2 separate regions of the Rattus norvegicus genome follow, and region 1 is linked to region 2. The links are chromatin contacts, called in public Hi-C maps. All regions are on one chromosome and are shown on one strand. Each heading gives the region's core, a stretch centred on a gene start, on an enhancer-like site or on the middle of the called end of the contact. The rest is flanking DNA. Distances are from core to core; before and after follow the strand shown. Region 1 holds the start of Txlnb (taxilin beta). Region 2 has its middle 10 kb from the start of Cited2.

Region 1 (2,700 bases), core at 110-2,609, 82 kb before region 2:
CAAGCACTTGAATGCAGTAGGTGTCGAACACTTGCATGCCAACACGAGAGTGGGGAATGCAGCATACAGACACTCCCTACCCACCTGTGGCGCCCACCCAGCCTTCGCTGACTTAGAAGGAAGTTCACTCGTTTAATCCAGCCGCTGGGTTATCACAAAATATGGCGATGTCTCCACCACTGCGATTTAGATCCTGACCTCCGCTCGCTATGCTCTCTGCTATATATAACTCCTGCCTCCCCCCACCCACCCTCCACCCCCCACCCCCAGCACACAGAGAGACACGTGTCACCTGCTGTCCAGCCAGGAGTTATTTTAAGTTCTTCTAAAATGAGTTCTGACATTTAGCCCTTCATCCCTGAAGTCAAGAGAATAGGCTCTAAGTCAGACTAAAAATAGTGAACATTTACTGGTTTGAATGCATATGTGAGCTTTTAAGTGTAGGGGAGATTATCATTGGGTGAGCTCTATAGTCAATCAAATTCCAAAGCAGTCACTTCAACACAGTCCATGGGCATGGTACTGTGGTTAGGCTACGAGAAAATGTTCTTGTGATCTATTCAAGCCATCAGATGCTACAGTTGTTTTTTTGTTTTTGTTTTTTTAAATACTTTAGTCCATGGATATTCTTTAAATTCCTGTTCCACATTAATTGTGTGTGTGTGTGTGTGTGTGTGTGTGTGTGTGTGTGTGTGTAGCACTGGGAATCAGTCCCAACACCTCAAATACTCCCCTGTTGTGCTGTATTCCAAACCCCAACCTTCTTTTAAAACAGTAACCTGTTTTGTTTACAGGACAATTCACTTCTTTAAAGTGCTTCGGAACAAATTAACAAGCAGGAAAACCAAATACAAACAGAGCTGAAGAACGTTACAATAGTGTTACAATAGTCCCCGATGTAGTAAAGTTTCTTCTAGCAAAGAAACTCTAACATCTCTCCTTTATAAATTATATTGGTCCTCCGGTGAGGAGTTCCTTCTAGCAAAGAAACTCTAAAGTCTGTTCTTTACAAACTTTGTTGGTCCTCCGGTGAGGAGGAATGTCTCCTGCCCTAGCAGTCCCCGTGGCTGCCCAGGCACACACACCATCCCTTCAGGATCCACACTTTTGTCTTTAGACATTGAACAATGGAAGGCCCTTCCACCATTCACCGGCATCTGCAACTTTTGAATACTACGGACTACAGGCTGGGCTTGGGGGAGTGTTTGCCACACTTACCAGAAGGAAGGGAGCTAAGCGGGAAGAGAAAGGAGAGGAAAGAGGTGGCAGAGAGAGCAGCAGCAGCAGGGACAGGCGCGGGCTGTGTTCTTACAAGGAGGGAGAAATCACACAGACACAAACGCGCGCGCGCACACACACACACACACACACACACACACACACACACACACACACACACACACACGCCCACAAAGGGAGGGGGTGGGGAAGGGAACGTCCCCTGACGCAGCAAGAGTGATGTCTGCCCATGCTTCAGTAGGTGTCGCCAAGTGAGTATCCTTTGAAAGAAAGGCAGCCAGTAGATTGTGGGACTCTCCCTGTTTAGCCCTCTTTAAAATTCAAATCCAGATGAATGGCCTCCTGGTGCGTTCCCTCCCCTCCCCCCCCCTCGCCAAGCCCCCACCCGCATGGTTGTTATTTTGGACAGCGAGTGTTTTTATTTTTTTTTTTTTGCTTTACCTCCCTCTTGGTTGATGATTCAGTCAATGTCCATTGGGCTTGGTTATCAGTTAGTGTCAGGTTTCTTTTGAATCACCAAAGACTGGACGGGGCGAAGCACAAGAGAGGTGGCAGAGGCTGGAGTTCTGGGGACACTACTATCTGATTGTTGTTGTTATTGTTTTTGCAAAGTTTTTTTTTTCTTTTATTGGATTTTTTTTTTTACTTACATTTCAAATGTTATCTCCCCTTTCCCAGTTTCCCCTCCAGAAATCTGCTATCTCTCCCTGCTTCTATGAGGGTGCCCCCCCTCCCACGCCCACGCCCCCACCCCCGCCCCTGACATTCCACTACACTGGGACATGGAGCTTTGACAGGACCAAGGGCCTCTCCTCCCATTGATGCCCAACAAGGCTCACCCTCTGCTACATATATGGCGAAGTTTGAAATGAATCTAGGTGGCTTTAGGAACTGTGGTTTAGGTAGTCTCTGAGAGTGTGGGGTGTCCAGAACTGGCATCTCATGAGCTGACTCACCCTAAAAATGCCTTTCTAGGGCCTAGAGGCGGAGGTAGGTGGCTCTCTGTGACTTTGAGGCCAGCCCGGTCAATATGGTGAATTCCAGGACAGTCAGAAGGAAGTGTTAATATCCTATCTGAAGGAAACAAGCCTTCCTCCTAACTTAAGCCACTCCCGGGTGTCTTAATTTTTCTGGAGAATGTATTTCCATCTTTTACCAAAGCAGATTTTTTTTTTCTGTCAAAGTTTCTGCTCTGAGTATAGTCTGTGCACAGCATCTCTGAGAACACAGTCACTCAGAAGCCGTCCATGTCCTCCGGGGGAGCTCTTGAATCTGGCACTTTACCTGAGAAAGGGACTTGCAGATGTGGTTAAGGATTGTGTGGTGGAGGATCGTCTAGAATGATCTGAGAGGCCTACTAATCACAGGGTCCTTATAAATAAGGCAAGCAGGCTGAGAATCAGAGTGAAAAGACCTCCGGAGAGGACCTTTCCCTCAGGAGGAGACCCCCAAGCGCCCAAT
Region 2 (2,700 bases), core at 171-2,670:
ATTCCGATAAGAAAATCCATTTTAAGAGAAATGGCAAAGTTGCTCCTGGTATTTACCAACTGATTCCACAAGCTTTGGTTTTGCCATGCTCGCTGTGATCTGTGGGTCATAAGTGGGGAGGCTCACACTCCTCTCTGCTCCATAATGTCTAACCTCAGCGTTGGAGGGTAATTCCGTCACTGAGATGGGAAGCACCGGCAGCCATGTTGGTTGACACAGGTCATCTACTGGGAACGTCTGTGGGAATGGGTGGCAGGAACAACTCCATGTGACCTGGCTTACTCACAGCGTGTCAGCCTCAAGGTGGTGAGACTCAGGGCTCCAAAGGGGTGTGCCCTGAGAGGAGTGGGAGGGAACTGTGTGGTCTTTTTCTGAATGAGCCTCGCAAGGTCAGTGGTAGAAAACGCAGAGAGTGAAACCCCAGGTCTGTGGAAGCCGTACCACGCCACCATCTGAGGAGAAGAATGTCAAATGATTTGTCAACACCGGAAAAACAAAACGACAAGTGTCATGAGGAAAACAGGAGTAAGGTTGAAGAGTTCCACGGGGGAAGAAGGTAGCATCCAGGATCCATTCACCGGTGAGGCAAAGTCTGAGTCTTGAGTCTTGGGGAGGAGCAATCACAGAGAGTCAACAGATGGAGATAATTTAACTCCCAGAGATGCCAATTAGCATGGTGAGGGCTGCTAATGGCGAAGAGGAGTTTGAATGCAGTCTTAGATTCTGCTTAAAGGTATATGAGAAACGTGTGTGTGGCGGGGTGTGTGTGTGTGTGTGTGTGTGTGTGCGTGCGTGTGTGTGTGTGTGTGTGTGTGTGTGTGTGTGTGTGTAGCCAGCGGTATGCAGATTTGGGATGAGGATGCTTGGGTGGGTTGGAGACCAGCATTGCATATCTGGGCTGTAAAAACCCCAGTGTCTTGATGCTGCCTGAACCTCCAGTAATAGAAGAATTGGCTGATGGTGAAACAGGAATGAAAACCCTTATCTAAGACTGAACAATGGAGCAAAGCTGACCTCAGAGCTGGCTGGCTTGTGGATGGGAGAAGAAACAGGTAAGGGGAGGCACAAAAGCCTTCCAATACTTACAAAGTCCTACCTCTGTTCCTTCAGTCTCTCTTTTAAGGTACAAATGTTCTTAGCGGGGCATCAAATCGAGCCATTGGCTCTTGAGCGAAAGGAAGACAGGAGGAGGGGACTTGAAAAAGGAAAAAGACCCTTAGGAAAAGGACACCTTTTGTGAATTCTAATTTTGGTGGACTGTAGCGAAAGAGTGTGTGCAGGCATCCTTGACTTGGTCCTGCCTTGAAGTTTACTGTAGGTCGTACAGAACCTGTTATGGTTCAGTAAAAGCAAATGCGGTGGAGATTAGTTGCTGAAGCAAGTGTCAATCTAGTCTTGGTAGCCACTCAGAAGGAAGTGCGAATAAAATTGATAGGACCTTAGCGCCACCTGGTGGCCAGTATGTGAAATGCGTCCTTGTACTAGAACCCTCACTTCTGTGTGCAAAATAGTCATTTCCTGGGTAGTTACCCGCACGATTACCCACAGTTCCTTTTGTGCAACTAGTTTTAACATATCAATCTGTCATCTATCCAAGTAACTGAGGATAGATGGAGGCCTATGGTGGTGGGAAGTTAGATAAGGAAAACTAGACGAACAGGCAGACTGTTGGCCCTTTCCTGCTTAAAGCTCACAGTTGTCAATTTTGCTTCGTCCAAGTTAGCATCAAATCATAGGATTCTCTCTCTGAGGGATTAAATAACAATAACAGTGATGGTGATGAAAATCGTGCATCAGGAGGAGTAGTTTGAAGAAATCAGAGTCCTAATATCGATTGAATGCTTTCTACTCCTAAGTCCCGAGTGACCAAATTAATATATAAGGGAGTGAGGCAGAACTTGAAATGAAGAGTTGGTTAGAAATTTTAGCACACGTAATTGGAACCACTGTACCGGCAATGGATGTCTTGTAGTCGCCTGAAGCATTAAAAGTGTCGTGCACAAGAAATATTTCATGGCTGGTAAGGTTCGGATACTTGTTTGAAGGCCAGTAAATCTCAGCATACAACAACAGCGTAATGTTATTACGACAATGTAGGGGATGTTTACAGAGACGGCTTCAACTCTCGGAGCGCCCGCCCAGCTGGATCCAGTCTGTGGCTCACCGCCAGGCTCCCGCTTACCTCAGAAACGGAAAAGTAAGGAGATGCCGTAATAGGATTTGACGCAGCTCCTCGCGTAGCCCGTCTTTCCACAGAAAGAAAAGCGATAGGGATGGGGCCGATGTTTCTTTCATGAGAATTTGAATACAAGTTATATTAATTAAACATCTTCATTTCGCTGATGGAGAAACTTGAGGCAGCGGTGATTAAATTACACGGCTATTTAGTTGCAGAGTAAGACCCATGTTTTTTAATCCCAGTCTACTGTTCATTTCGGTAAGAAAGCCGGTAGGCTCACCCTTAGGGCAGACAAGTCTGGATATGTCCAGGAAGATCATTTAAGTATACACAGACTGACTGTTATACCTCCTGTATTTATTTTCTCGAGACAAGGCTTCTCTCTGTAGCCCTGGCTGTCCTGGGCCTACCTCTGTAGACCAGGCTGGCCTCAAGTTCACAGAGATCTGCCTGCCTCTACTTCCAAGAGATGATATTAAATGTGTGGCCATTTCCTGTGTCTTAAGAGGTTCATTTTCTTA

Evidence for each region. Hi-C and Micro-C count contacts between places; a contact is called where the count stands out from the background.
Region 1: a contact with region 2 is called in a Hi-C map of psoas muscle, with 4 times the contacts expected there. The contact joins the promoter of Txlnb here to the enhancer-like site in region 2. A contact is called at or near these places in 3 of 12 Hi-C or Micro-C datasets (frontal cortex, hepatocytes and psoas muscle).

What each region holds. Positions count from the first base shown.
Region 1 is chr1:14,223,378-14,226,077 of GRCr8, reverse strand. It overlaps Txlnb (taxilin beta), which reads right to left and starts at 1,359. Exons shown (of 10, transcript NM_001135859.1): 1 at 1,219-1,359.
Region 2 is chr1:14,141,286-14,143,985 of GRCr8, reverse strand. No RefSeq gene overlaps it. Among named protein-coding and RNA genes, the nearest start is that of Cited2, 10 kb to the right of the region's middle. Within about 2 kb of position 1,420, at least 15 of the 93 cell types and tissues checked have an H3K27ac peak or open chromatin away from gene starts, as enhancers often do.